2 separate regions of the Ovis aries genome follow, and region 2 is linked to region 1. The links are chromatin contacts, called in public Hi-C maps. All regions are on one chromosome and are shown on one strand. The core of a region is the stretch at or near the end of the contact, and the rest is flanking DNA. Distances in the headings are between cores, read along the strand shown. Region 1 holds the start of HIC1 (HIC ZBTB transcriptional repressor 1). Region 2 overlaps SMG6 (SMG6 nonsense mediated mRNA decay factor).

Region 1 (6,915 bases), core at 2,261-4,760:
GGGGAAATCGAGCTTGCCCTTGCCGTCGGGGCCCGGGACGCCGGGGAGCCCCCCCAGCCCCGCCAGCGCCCCGGCCGCGCCGGCCGCGCCGCCCACAGCGTGCATCTTCATGTGACTGATGAGGTTACGCTGCTGGGCGAACTTGCCCCCGCACACCTGGCACTCGTAGGGCTTCTCGCCCGAGTGGATGCGCATGTGCTCTGTGAGGCGGTACTGGCGTGTGAAGCGCATGCCGCACGCGTCGCACGCGAAGGGCTTGAGGCCCAGGTGGCTGCGCATGTGACGCGTCATGGTCCCGCGCTGCGTGAACTTCTTCCCGCAGATGGTGCAGGGGTAGGGCCGCGTCAGCCAGTGCGTCTTCTCGTGCTGCCGCAGCGTGGCCGGGTCCTTGTAGCTCTTGTCACACGACGCGCAGCGGTACGGCCGCAGCAGCTCGCCCAGGCCCCCTGGGGCCCCGGCCACCTTGTCCCCACCGCCTCCAAAAGGGGGCCCGAGGCCGGCGGCCCCCGCGGCCACCTCCGCCGCCTCGGCCCGGCCGTACAGCGCCTCCTCCTCCTCCACGTGCGCCTCCACGTGCGCATTCAGCTGCTCCGAGCTGGGGAAGCCCTTTCCGCACGGGATGCACACGTACAGGTTGTCGCCGAAGCTCTCGGGCTCGCCGTAGGCCAGGTGCGGGCACGGGTAGCCCTCGAGGTGGCCGCCGGGCGGGCTGGGGTCCTCGCTGCTGCCCGTCTCCTCGCTGCTGCTCTTGTAGTCGTCGCCGTCGCCGCCCGCGCCAGGCCCGTCCAAGCTGCCCGCGTAGCGCGGCGGCGGCGCCAGGCCAAGCGGAGGGCCCCCAGGCGAGGAGGCCGGGTCCCCGCCGCGCTCCTCGCAGCGTTCGCTGGGGGAGCCGCGCTCGCGGCCCAGCTCATCGCCGTAGCTGCCCAGGCCTGGCTCGTGCTTCATCCAGCGATAGAGGAGGCTGGGCCCGTCGGGGCGGCCGGGGGGCTCGGATCCCGGGCTGCCGCCGCCACCTCGGAACGGATCCGGAGGCGGTCCGGCCTCCTCCAGCTTCTGGAAGGGCAGCGGCGGCAGCGGTGGCAGGGTGAGCGGTGGCTCCTTGTAGGCGGCGGGGCCGGCGCTGGGAGGGCTGTCTGGGCGCGGGGGCAGCTCTCGCTCCCCTGGCTGTCGCTCGGGAGGCGCGGAGCCCGGCGGGCTTTTCTTTGACAGGTCCAGGCCGCAGAGCGGGGAGCAGCGGCGCTCCGGGGCGCAGAGCGAGGCGGCTGGGCCGGGGCCCGAGGCGTACAGCTCGGCGCAGTGCGTGTTCACAGCGGCCTCGGGGCCCGACGGCGGCTCGGCGGTGGGCGGCGGCGGAGGCCCGGCCGGGGAGGAGTAGCAGGCCTGGATGACGGGCGTGGCGGCCCGCAGGCCCCGGCCCGGCCTCCCGTAGGGTGCGTAGCCGCCGCCACCGCCGCCGCCGCCCCGCAGGTGGCAGTACTTGCCGTGGCGCTTGAGGCGTTTCTTGCACAGCGCCACGAGGTCGGGGATCTGCAGGTAGCTGGCGGCGGCCAGCACGGCGCCCAGGCTCGGCTCGGCCCCCGGGGCCACGGCGGCCGACGCCGCAGCCTCCGCGCCATCCGCCAGGCGGCCGGTGTAGATGAAGTCCAGCACCAGGCGGAACACGGCCGGGCTCACCATGTCATGGTCCAGGTTGAGCAGGTTGTCGTGCACCACCAGGGACTTGAGGTAGGCGCTGCTGGCCGCCAGCACGTTCTTGTGCGCGCGGAAGAGGGCGTTCTGCACCACGATGATCACGTCGCACAAGAAGCCCTTGGTGCGCTGGTTGTTGAGCTGCAGCAGCAGCTGCCTGGAGTGGCCGGGCGCCTCCATCGTGTCCAGCATCGTCTGCCCAGCACACTCTCCTGCGGGGACACACACCGGCGGGGTCAGAGCCGCACCGAGCGCTGGCTGCCTGCCCCCAGCCCAGCGCTTCTCCCCTGCACTTCCCCTTCCCCTCAGCTGGGCAGGGGCAGGGGCATAGAGCACGGCGGCCTGGGCACTGGCGGAGAATCCGCGGCCTCCAAGAGTGGGCGCCTGGGCCGGCCGGCCTAGACCAGAAGAAGGAGCCGAGACCAGCCGGCAGAGAGGAGGCCAGGCTGGCCGGCACCCCCAGGCCCGGATGCAGCCGGGCACTCTGCCTGGGTTCTGGGGGCTTCCGAGGAGAAAACTGTTCCGGCGAAGCGACCCTTGTGGAAACAGTTACCCGATTTGAGGAAAATGTCCGCTTCAGGAAAAGTCATTCAGGGCTGAGAAGTTTGCCCAAGTGGGATACAAGGGAGCCGAGTGAAAAAGCGCCTCCCGCCTCCAGAGAAGTTGCCCCAGTTGGGGGAAGAGGTCCGGAGGAGGGCAATGCGGTGCCCGCCGTGCCGCCGCCCTGGCCGGGGGCTGTCAGACCCTCGGTTGGGGCCCCGGGCGGCGGCTGTGGCGCGGGAAGCGGAGGCAGCGGCTGCCGTGGCGGGCAGAGCACGAAGGCCGGCCCGGCGCGGGGAGGGCGTTATATCGGGGCAGGAGGCTGAGGCAGGAAGCAGGTGGGGGGGAGGGGGGAGCCACGCAGCTCCCAGGGGAGGGAGGGGGCAGCGCCCCGGGCGGGCACGGCATACAGCCGGCTGCGGCCCTGACCCTGGCCTGCGCCCCACCCGCGTCCCGGCCCCGGCCTCGGCCTCCGCTCTGCATTCGCGGGCCCGGCGCCTCCCTCCCCGGCTCCCCTCGGCCCCTTCTCCACGGGAACTCCGCCGCCCCAAACTTGGGGAAAAGTTTCCCAACTTCAGACAGGCCGGGAGGAGCGCGCCAGCCCCAGTCCCTCGGCTCCCAGCTTTTCCTCTCGGCCCCCAATTTCGGCTGCCAAGCGGCCGCCGGGCCTGAACCGAGCCCTGAGCACCCCGGCCGTCCGCTCGCCCGCCCGACCCCATTCGCTGCCTAGTCCCCAGGGCCTCGCGCGCGGCCCGTTACCTGCGGCCGCAGCCTGGCCGGGCTTCCCTCCCCGCGGCGGTGGCAGCTCCTAGTCGGCGCCCCACCCGCCCCGCTGCCAGGCGCCGCGCTGTGCCAGGGCAGCGCCCCTGCCAGCCCCGCCCGCCAGCTCCCCTTCCCTTCCCCTCGCCTCTCCAGCCCATGTGCGGGCAGAGCCGGCCCCGGGCCGCTGACCCCGCCGTGAACCCGGCGCAGAGCAGCGGCCCGGCGGTCCTGAGTCCTCTAGGGGTGACACCCGGAGCCCTGAACGCCAGCCGCGTTGGGGGCGCCAGCGCCGGAGGATGCGCCCCAGGCGGCCAGCGCGCGAGGACCGGGCTGTTCGGGTCCCCTGTCCCTCCCCCGTCCCCAGCCCTAGGACCCACCTGGGGGGCATGTCGGAAGCCCCGGGCCCGGCTGCCGGCGGATCCAGGGGGGGACGTGGCTGCGCTGCGCTGCCCTCCGCCCGCCGGGCCCCCGGTCGGTCTGTCCTGCTGGTCCGTCCTCCCCGCGTCCTGGTCGCGTCTCAGCCCCGCCGCGCTTTCCGCACACTCTTATCTGGAGCGGCCCGGGCCGGCGGGCGCTGCTGCAGCTATGGCGCCACCTCGCGGCCGTGCGGTACTTTGCGCGGCACAGCCACGGCCTCCTTCCTGCGCACCTGAGATGGAGGGAGGCTCGCAGATGCCGAAGTGGACCCAGGAGTGGGGCCCGTTCTCAGATTCAGCCTTCCAGATGTGTCCACCTGGAGGCCCCAGCCCCGGACCTTCGAGCCCCACAAAAACCGGGGTTTTGAGCTGAATGTTCCTGTGTACATATTTCTAAATTCTGACATTGTCCCAATTCAGATAAGTCCGGCCTTCAAGGAAGGGGCAGTGGAAGGGAGGAGGCTTCCGAAATCCTAAGGAAGAAGATAGACAAGCTCTTAAGGGTCTCTCATTAGATATCCCTGGATGGCACTCTCCATTTGTACACCGGCCCCCCAATACACCCAACCTCACTCAGCCACGTGGGATAGGTATGCACAGAATAGACCCGTTTGCACCCAGACCCTCTCCATGCATTGACACCCGTGAGCGTGCATGTTTGCAGACGCACACCTGTCCCTTCTGGAGTCCAAGAACCGGCTTTCTGTCATACTCAGGGTACTGCCATATAGAGCCCTCCATGACCTGGGCAGAGGTGGTACCCAAAACCCCACCCTGAACTTGCAGGCCTCTACATGGAACCCAGGAAAGGTGACTGGAAATGGCTGGACAGAGCCTCTTGGGGGTCCCACAGAAGCGACCCAAGCCCCCAGATTTCCCGTGTGAGCTGTGTTGAGGGACGACCAGCTTGAGCGACCTCCTCGAGAGAAAAGTCACAGGAGGGCCTGCAGCCCGGGATCCCCCGCAAGGTCCTGCACCCCACGTGAAGGTCCAGTTCTTTCAGGTGACGCCCCCTCTAGGAGGGAGGAGACCAGGCGCTGGAGCGAGGGCGCTTGCACAGCTAACTCCGGAAGTGTCCCCGCGCCGCCCCAGCACATCAGGCCGGCAGCCAGCGCCTGAGCGGCTGAGTGGGCCTCCGCAGCCCACGCTCCGCCTCTTCCCCGCACCTCCTGACCCCCGCCCACACGTGGTGGGTAGGAGTGGGTCCCCAAGAACGCCTGCAGCTTTTGATTGGCTGCGCCTCCCTCAGCCGCCGAGCGCGAGAGGCTGGGGCGCAGAGTTACCATGGTAACCGATGAGGTTCGCCCAGATCGCGTCTCTCCGAGGCCTTGGAAAGCTTAGCAACCGCGCAGGGCCGCTGGGCCGTGGGGGCCGCGTTCACCAATCTCCCCCCGGCTCCGCGCCATCCTCCGCCCCCATACCCCCGCCAGAGGTAGTGGCTGAGTCATTCATTGAGGGGCCGCCGGAGCGGCCACCCGCGGTCCCAGACACCAAGGTCTCGGGCGCCCCCCAGAGGCTCCCTTTCCTCAACAGTCAGAAGGCGGCTCCTGGTCCCCACGGGTTCTTCTGACACCCATTGCGTCCCGAGTCTTTACCCTCTTTCCACTCTGTGTTCTGGGTGCATCTGATCACAGTCCTCTTTTCCGTCTCCCTAACCCCCGCCCTAGGGTGCTCACTAGGGAAATAGGTTCCAAGAATGAAAATGGTGGGGTCCGGAGCTGAGAGCCTCCAGGGGGAGGTGGACATCCATCGACATCTTGGCAGAGAGATGTGCTGCCACACTGAGGTGGAAAAGTGTATAGAGTACTGGGCAGGGAGGCAGGAAGACTCCTGTGAAGTGCTCTTACATCTGGGCTTTGATGGATGAATAGGAGTTCTCCCTCAGGCAGGAAGACATTCCTGGGGAAGAGAACTAGTAGGACAAAGGCTGGAGGCCAAAAATAGAGAACTCTAGGTGGCCAGATGGCAAAGGGTATGCAGGACCTCTTTGACCCCATTTCTGCTGTAATCTTTTCTCCCCATGATGAGGCCACATCCTAGCCCCACAAGGATCCAATCAGCCCGGTCTCTGTGCAGTGGTGTCTGTCCACTGTAGGCCCACCCCAGGGTCCCCGGTGCCAGTTTTTTTTCTTTAACAATCTCCCCAGATTCCTGCTCCCCCAGTCCCTACCCTCATACTGTCCTTACGTCTGCATGGAAGGGTCTGACATACCTGCCCCCAGCCTAGCTGCCTTTAATCTTTGACCTTTCCCTCCCTCCCTAGTTCCACCTGGCCTGGCATTCTCCTCTCTCCACCCTAACCCAGCTCCTGTCTCTGAACACACTCCCCTCCCTCGTTTAGAACTTTCTTCAATTGATTGAGCTAGGCTTGGCCAGGACCATTCATTCATTCATTTCCCTACTCCTGTCCAGGAGAACTTCGCCTAATATAGCATGGACTCTTCTTACCAATTCTGACCTACAGGAACTCTTACTCCTACAGGAATGGTTGTCAGCCCAGCTACCCTCCCCCCAGACTCTTCTCTGCTGAGCTGTCAATGTCCCTCCTTCCACAGATGGGTCTTAAATGAGGTTTGCTGGGAGTCAGGCTCTGAAACTGTGGTCTGGTCTTCCTCCCTTCCACTCACTGAGGCTCCTTTCTCTCCCTTCTCCTCCCACCTCTCTCCCACCTCCCCCATAGAGCACCCTCTTGCTCATTTCTGGGGAGTCCAAGCCACTCTCCTCAACTTTTCTCCCTTCCCTTGGGTCTCCAGCTCCTGGATTCCCATTGAGGCCATGCGCAGCCTCTTCCTACAACCCCCTGGAATCCCCCTCCTCCCCTCATGTCCCTGACACCACCGTTTTAGGTGATGTCAGAGGCTCCTCCGGGGGTCCAGCTTTTTCTCCCCCCTCCTCGCCCAAGGGTGAGGACACCGCAATAGCCTTGAGGGGTATAACGCCACCACCGCGGGGCATCCAGTGATGTCACAGAGCCATCGGGTCCAGGAACTGAGGAGTGGGAGTAGGGGCTACTGGGTGAGGACCCTGGAAAGCCGGGTGGTGGGCTGGGGTTGAGCTCCCAGATGTCCCAGAGTGAATACATTTATAATGGGCCTGGCCACACTCCCTGCACTGTCCTCTCCCTGGCCCCTAGCCCGCAGTTCCGGAAAGTTAACCCCTTGTAGACCCGTACGGGGGGCGCGAGCTCCCCTCCCCGTTCCTGCTTCCGTGCGCCCTCCTTCCCTTCCCAGCTCCTCATCGCCTCAGTCCCCACCACCCCGCCCCCCCCCACCCCCCCGCCTCGCCACTATAAATAGCCCCTCTTCCCGTTTCCTAAATTCCCTGCTGACGTCTGCAACGCGTCAGTGTGTAGGAGCCGCGGCCGCATGAATGAGCCGCCGCACGAGTACTACGCGCGCCTATAAAAGCCGCCGCGCCAGCCGGGCTGCGGGAGGCGAGCGGGCGCGGGCGCAACACAGCCGACAGGTAAGCGGGACCGACCGACCAATGGGCGACAGATGGACGATGC
Region 2 (7,060 bases), core at 2,854-5,353, 160 kb before region 1:
CGTTGTTTGAAGGGGTCCCTAGTTTTAAGAGGCATGTTTTACACTTGAGTTCACATGGCTGCAGTCCAGCCATTTAAGTAGGACATCGCTACATGGAGCTTGGGCTTAATTAGAGCTAATTGAGCTGTCATCCTGCCCAGAACGGTTCAGGGGAGAAGAAACTGAAGGTGAGGAGTAATTCACCATACCTGCTCCATCTCCACCTCGGCGGGGCTCTTTGGGATTTGAGGATTGATTTTTGTGGTTTGCTCTGTCTTGTCCCTACAAGGTTTCTGAGTCTTGCCACCTGACTTGCCTTTACATTGTTCTTCATCTATATCCTGGAAAGAGGAATCACGGACGTTCTAACGAACAGTTTTGTTCCTACTGTGTGGTGGTTATACTGCTGACCTATCCGTTGGCTTCCACATTCTACATCCTCCCTTTCTCTATTTTCTTCTTAGATCTCCCCACCACAGACTTTTGTGCCCGAGGGACAGCGACAGTAAGGGAAGCACAGTCCCCCTGTCACCTTCGTAGTCAGAAGGCCGTGTCCTAGGTTTCGGGGCATAAATGGGGAGCTGGCAAGTTCATATGTTATTTGCTTACCTTTTATTCTTGGACTACAAGTTCTTTGGCTTTGAGGACCCTGTCTTGTTAGTCTGCTCTTGCTTGTGCCTGGCAGGGGCGCTGGGGTGAAGGTGGGCAGCTTCATCTCTGTGCTCACAGTCCTCTTCGCCCTGTAATCTCAGCACTTTACGGAGGTGATGACTGGGCTTTGATGGCAGGCTCTGAGAGTCCTTGACTATTTCTAATAGGTACTGTTGAAACTTGGCCTTCACCCATGTTGTGTCATATCGAAGGGTATAGAGCCCCCTTTTAAAACACAACAAAGTTTTTTTTTTAATACTTGGTGTATAAAAGTAGAGGCATTCCAGATGAATAAATTAGAGAGTGTAGTTTGTATTTCCCCAAACCCTTTAAAGATGCATGCTGGCGTTCCTCTTAATATCAAGTTTTCTCCTACTGTCCTTAAAATGATTCACTTTTCAGATATTCAGTTTTCCATACAGCTCTTTCGAAGGAGGACCAGCTCTCTGGAATTGAAATTGGGCATATTTCAGAGTCCTCTCCTCTGGTGATACCTCGCTGCCTCTCAGCAGCTTCTTTCTCCTTCCTTGCTCTGCAGAGCACTCAGGCAGTTCTGAGTGCTGATAACCAGGGCAGGCATAAAACATTAACTCCTCAGAATGCTTTAATTTGTATTATTTCATTTTATCCTTTTAGCTCTGAGTTAGGTGATATCAGTGGTAGAAATTCCATTTTACAGTTTAAGAACAACCCAAGCCATTTTAACTCATAATCCTATAGTTAATGGCCGGGTAGACTTTACTGTGAGTGTCCTACCCACGATTAGTTTCTCTTTGGGTCATTGCTTTTAGATGTTATAGAAGACTCAGGTGTCCACAGTGAGTGGGTTTTGGACTTTGAACCAAAGAGCCAGGCACCCTTTAATAATGCTAACGCCTTCTCTCAGGGCTACACCCAAGAAGCATTTTTGGTTTCTGGTGAACAGTATATAATTGCACAAGGAAGATCTGGAGGCGGATAGTCTCACCATACGAGGAGAAATGGTTCTTTCTCCACCTAGGAGACCATCCGAGTGCCCTGTTAAGAGTCAAGAAGTTCAAAACGTGAGGCCAGTCCAGGGTGATGTGTTGGAGAGAGAGGAAGCTCAGACTGAGACCTTCCTTCCTGTGGACTTGGTGTCAGTTAAGTTGTCCTAAAGTTCTGCCTCAGCACTTGCTGACTTCGTGTTGATATCTTCGATGAGGCTTAGTCCCATTTTAATCAACGTGTAACAAATCTACTTCCTCAGAATAGCATGCTTTACCTCTCTCTAGAATGTATCTACATTTTAGCTCCTTTCCTGCTCAGAATGTTGGTGACAAATAGAGAGAAACTATATTTAGGGTAGCAGGTACTTTCAGACTAAAAATAAAGCAGTGGTTCTCATTAACCAAGGTCAGAGAGAATGTGTGTGTAGTTTGAGTTTGCTAAGATTCCCTTCACTATCACTAGTTGAGAAACAATGCATTGAAATCCGCTTTCTACTGGATACAGTTAAAATACACTAATGGCAGGTGTGAACTCAGGTAATTAAGTCGGAGTCATCTGCTACCCTGAGGGTGAGGTCTTTGGGAAATACGTAGCTAGAATCACAGTATTGAAAGACCCCGTGGTGCCCTCATTCTATTGCAGGAGGCGTTGTGGGTCACGCAGTATGTTTCCTGCCTAATCAGTAAGGAAAATTTGAAGATAAAACTGAACTACTCTTTCAGTTCTTCTTCCCTCATCAGCCCTCCATGAATAAGCTCACCAGTTCTCTTCCTGAGACAGACGGCAGTTGAAGGGGAGGAGAACTGTTTTGAAGTCCGAAGACCTGGGTTCAGGTTCTAACTCTGCCATGTACTGGTTTAAGTTGCTTCAGTTTTTGAGCTGTGTTGCGGCTGGGGGATCATAACTGGCTTGAATGAGATGGGTTAATACTGTTTATCTAATGACCTTGTATGTATAAATATAAGTGGTTATGGATGAGTTAACCAGTTTATGATTGACAGCTGGAAAAAGGGACAGTTGAGTTAAAACAGGAATAGAGAAATATGTATTTTTATCTTTTTGTTTTGAAATAATTTTATACCCATGGAAAAGCTATAAGAATAATACAAAGAACTCCTGTATATGCTTCACCTGGTTTCCCCAGTTATTAACATTTTACCACTTGCTCATCGGGAGAGGATGTTTGGCTGACAGTTGAGTGTTTACAGCATGCTGCGCATGGGAGGCACTGTTATCTCTGTTGTGTAGAAGAGAAATCTTTGGGAGGTTCTACTTGTTGTATCTCAATCGTGTAAAAGGGGAAACTTAGGGAGGTTACATCTGTTGCCTGAGACCCCGAGGCAGGTAAGTGGCAGAGGTTTGAGGGGTGGGTTTCCACTACCTTCCTTTGCATTCTAGCCCAGGCCTTGCCGCTAATCATGGCAGAACCATTGACCATTCGTTTTGCAGCAGGTCCTCATCTTTCCCTTCTGTTCATGGAACCCAGTGTCCCCCCAGTCCTGACTCGCCTCTCTATAGAGACAGGTTACCTTCCGTAAAGTATCCTTTTTAACTCCAGAATTCAGTGTTTGATCTGGTGTTGCTGATTAAATGTAATTCGTTTAAGCAAAAATAAAGGCTGAAAGACTGAAGATTACGTGCAGTTTGTGGTTGAAGTCGCTGGTGAGGTGAGAATGCCCTCCTTTCCTCACATTCAGTTTCCGTGTGAAATTGGTGGCACTGCCACAATTTGATTGGTTTTCTTTTTTGCAAGAGTATGAGCCTTTTGGGCAGAGCATCCAGGGTGCTGGACCGTTCCTTGTCCTAAGCACCCACTCTTGAGGGATTCTTGATCCTTCTTCGTGTCTGGCTACAAGGCCCTGAGCACATTTCTTCCAGGAGACCAGGGAGGATGATAGGGTTTGATTTTGAGATTACTCCTACTGTCTTTGAAGTTTTTTTCCCTCCCTTGTTTTGCTCAGAAGAGTCTCTCTCCTAGTTTTTGATAGAAGTAGATTTTCTAGAACCTTGAATTGAGGTTGCAAATTTGGTGACTTATGGATGTGAGCCAGATATGGCTGGCAAATGTATGTTTTTGGCTTGCCTAATATTTAAATTTTTGTTGTTGTTGTTAGTAGCTAACATTTAAAAGCCAGAGGATTTCACATAAAAAACCAGCACTCAGTTTTTATTTAAAAGAAGAAAAAAGAGAAAGATTTTAACTTTGGTTTTAAAAGCCAGAGAAGTACAATTTGGTGAGCTAGTTAGTGGTGGCTTTCCTTACCCTTGGTTTCCAAAGAAGAATTTTGCTTTTGGGGTAGGTAGAAAAACAGCTCGTAAGTAAGAGCATGGACTTATGCAGGATCATCGTTATTCCTGTCTTGCCCTTGTCGCTGTTTCATTTTCATTGTATGAGGCCAGAGTGACTTGTAGATGGCAGAGGGCGAGAGGCATCTCACTTTCTGTGCAGCTTGGCTGGTACTGAGCTTCGCCCTGTGCACTCAGGCACTGCTGCCAGCAGGGGGTGCTGTCTCCTCACTGAGCCTGCTGTCCTCTTGGCTCAGCTGAGCAGCAGCTGTTGGGCATGGGCTCTGGGTCTGTGTGAGAGTTTGGGCATGTTCATTTGGTTCCCATCCCTAGTGCCCACCCCTTAGACCCTGGCCAGGTTATTGTGTCACTAGGGACTCTGTTCAGTAACAGGAAACTGGGGAAAGTTTAATTGTTTTCTCCTCTCTCTTTTTCCCATGCAGCTGAACAAAAGGTTCATCCTCAGTTTTCTCCATGCCCATGGGAAGCTGTTTACCCGGATTGGGTAAGTGTGCAGGATGTTTATTTTATTTTCCTACATTACAAGTCATTTTGGAATTTAATATTGTTAGCAACTAGACTGTGTTTGTAACTGAGGGCACAGGGTGTGAATTCTTAGGGGCCTCCACCTTCCCTCCCCTTCCCTCCACTCACTCTCCTCCTGTGCTCATGAAGTTTGGGAAATGTTACTCTCTCCCCCCCCCCCCACTCCCCTTTCCCTACCTTTGTTAAAACCCCCTTTTAACTACAGTCTTTTCCCACCCCCCACCCCTTATCCCTCTGGGTTTCTCTTTCCTCTGCCTTCCGGCTCAGCCCCTAGTGAGCTCCTCAAGGAAGTCATGCTCAGTCCCAGGGTGCAGCTGCCAGGGGTCCTCCTTGGGGGAAAATACTATCTACTCACTTCCCCTTAAGGAGAAGGGAAAAAGAGTGGACAGTGATTTTTTTTTCCTCCGACAGTTTCTCCCTCTTTGAACCATACCCCTTCCTTCTGGGCTCAGTTTCTGGCGCCATGCTGCTGAGCTCAGTCAATGCTGAGACTTGGCTGTGGTTTCACTGGCCACCATGGATTTCCAGATAAATCTCAGGGAAGGTGATGTGTGGGAGACCCTGTCGCTTAGCGCTTTAAGTCTCTGGGAAGAGGCCACGTTTCGAGTGTTCTTTCGGTGGGTCAGAGTTTCTCCTGACTGTGAAGCCTGCGCCCCTGTGCTGAGTGCTTCGTCACTCCAGGAGAGGAACAGGTGGCGGTGCCCGCAAGTCTTCTCTGCATTTTAATGCGTTCTGAGCTGGAGGTTTTCTGGAGAACTACCCTTTGAGGTGCTTGTTTTAGACTCCAGTTGCCCCAGTTGTTGTGTTTCCCTTTCGCTTTCTGTCATAACCTTGTAAGTTTATCTCTTAACGCTCTAGAAGGTTTCCTTAGTGGGAGAAGCTGAAAGGCTTCGTCCTGTTCGGAGGGACACTGTTGAACGTGTTGGTGAACTAGAAACTGTGCCTTTTACATACTCACGTATCATCAACCTGGGCAAGAGTGACGAGGATGGCCGTAGTCTTGAAATGACTTGGAAAACTTGGAGCGGTGCCAGTAGAGGCCTGTCTGCTAGCAGAAATACGCGTAAAGTAATCCACTCAGCGAAGGAAGCTAGGCAGCTCAGTGGCAGCACCCCCCCCACCCTGCCCCCACGTCAGCTCTACTCTGGTGGGAGTTTTTGCTCAACACTGTTGTAACCCTAGTGCCTGGCATGTAGTTGGTGCTCAGTAAATAGTTATTGTAGGAATAAGTGAATCATTACAAGAAATGGGTAGATTGCAAAAGACTGGAGAGAAGGAATCCTGAATTCTGTTGGGTCATCATAGACCCAGGCCAGTCACTAGTGAATAATGTGAAGCTGCAGTTTCAGGGTGGGTAAGATGATATTATTTCATACAATAGCACATCATAACGGAAAAAAACTATTGTACTACACTTGAAATAGGTGCTGTGATTCTTCATCTCTTTATTCTTTAAAAATTCTCGTTAAAAAAAAAATCTGTCCTTTACTGCCTTTGCTGTCAGTATCTTCTCTCCATTTTTCCTCTTGCTCTGTTTGCCCTTTGAATGTTTATGCACCATGTTTGCTCTAAGGCAGGATTTCTCAACCTCTGTACTACTAATATTTTGAACCTTATAATTCTTAATTGTAGGGGCTGTCCTGTGTTTAGCAGCATCCCAAGCTTCTACCCACTACAGGCCAGTAGCATCCTTTCCGCTCAACCCCAGGTGTGACGATTAAAATGTCTCCAGACATTGCCAAATGTTCCCTGTGGTGCAGAATTGCTCCTGATTGAGAACCACTGCCACAGGCATTTCTCAGCTCTGTTAGAAACTTCTGGGACTAAAAAAGTTAAAAATCTTGGTCTAGAATATAGGAATGTTTAGGATATATATATATATAATATACATATTATATATGTATATAAACTCAGATTATGCATTAGTTAAAACCCTATTTTTCTCCCTTTTAAATTTCTCATGTTTAGATATATTTTGGAGGAAGTTTGGAAAAGAGTCTCAATAATGATAAAAAAGCTAGAAATGATTTCTGAGAAGATAAATGGATCTTTAAAAAATAAGATAACCAAAGGTTTACTTAGAGACAGCTGTTGGGGGTACCCTAACTGTGTTTAACTGTTAGAGTCATAAGCAAATAGTTTTGATTTCTTTGGGATGACAGCAAGAGAAAAATAGGCTTATGTTGCAGCTGGAGAGGTTTGGGTTATATGTAAGAAAATTTCACAGAGGGAAGGTGTTCAGGAGTTTTCTTCTCTGTTGAAAAATGAGCAGATTATCTCATTTGTCAGAGGTGGTTTCCTGTGGTCCAGATTATTTTTCAAGATCTCTTCCATTCCTGCATATAACCAACTCTGTTGGCAAAAAGATAAGGCCGGTCTGGTTCCACCTTCATGAACACTGAGTTGTAGTAGTGTTCACATGAGGAAAATGCATGTAAATTCTAGGCACTTCAGCCCCTCGGTGAGTATTCCTCTTGTGCTCTCTTGGAGGTGAAAAGAGAATTGAGCCCCATGTTTATTCTGGAAGGCAGAGAAACAGCAATAATTTTTCTATTGGAAAGAAAAAAAGCCCCAAACTATAGAAGTCTGTAAGACCAGAAAAGCAATGAGCCCAAGCCACACACAGCAA

The links. A called contact is a pair of places that touch in the nucleus more often than the background predicts.
Region 2: a contact with region 1 is called in a Hi-C map of blood, with 7 times the contacts expected there. The contact joins the enhancer-like site here to the promoter of HIC1 in region 1. A contact is called at or near these places in 14 of 16 Hi-C or Micro-C datasets (blood, hypothalamus, liver and 7 more).

What each region holds. Positions count from the first base shown.
Region 1 is chr11:22,962,313-22,969,227 of ARS-UI_Ramb_v3.0, reverse strand. It overlaps HIC1 (HIC ZBTB transcriptional repressor 1), which reads right to left and starts at 3,510. Exons shown (of 2, transcript XM_027975136.2): 1 at 3,369-3,510; 2 at 1-1,901. The coding sequence starts at 1,881.
Region 2 is chr11:23,120,839-23,127,898 of ARS-UI_Ramb_v3.0, reverse strand. It overlaps SMG6 (SMG6 nonsense mediated mRNA decay factor), which reads left to right. Exons shown (of 19, transcript XM_015098571.4): 9 at 4,329-4,390. Among named protein-coding and RNA genes, the nearest start is that of SRR, 47 kb to the left of the region's middle. Within about 2 kb of position 4,103, at least 9 of the 54 cell types and tissues checked have an H3K27ac peak or open chromatin away from gene starts, as enhancers often do.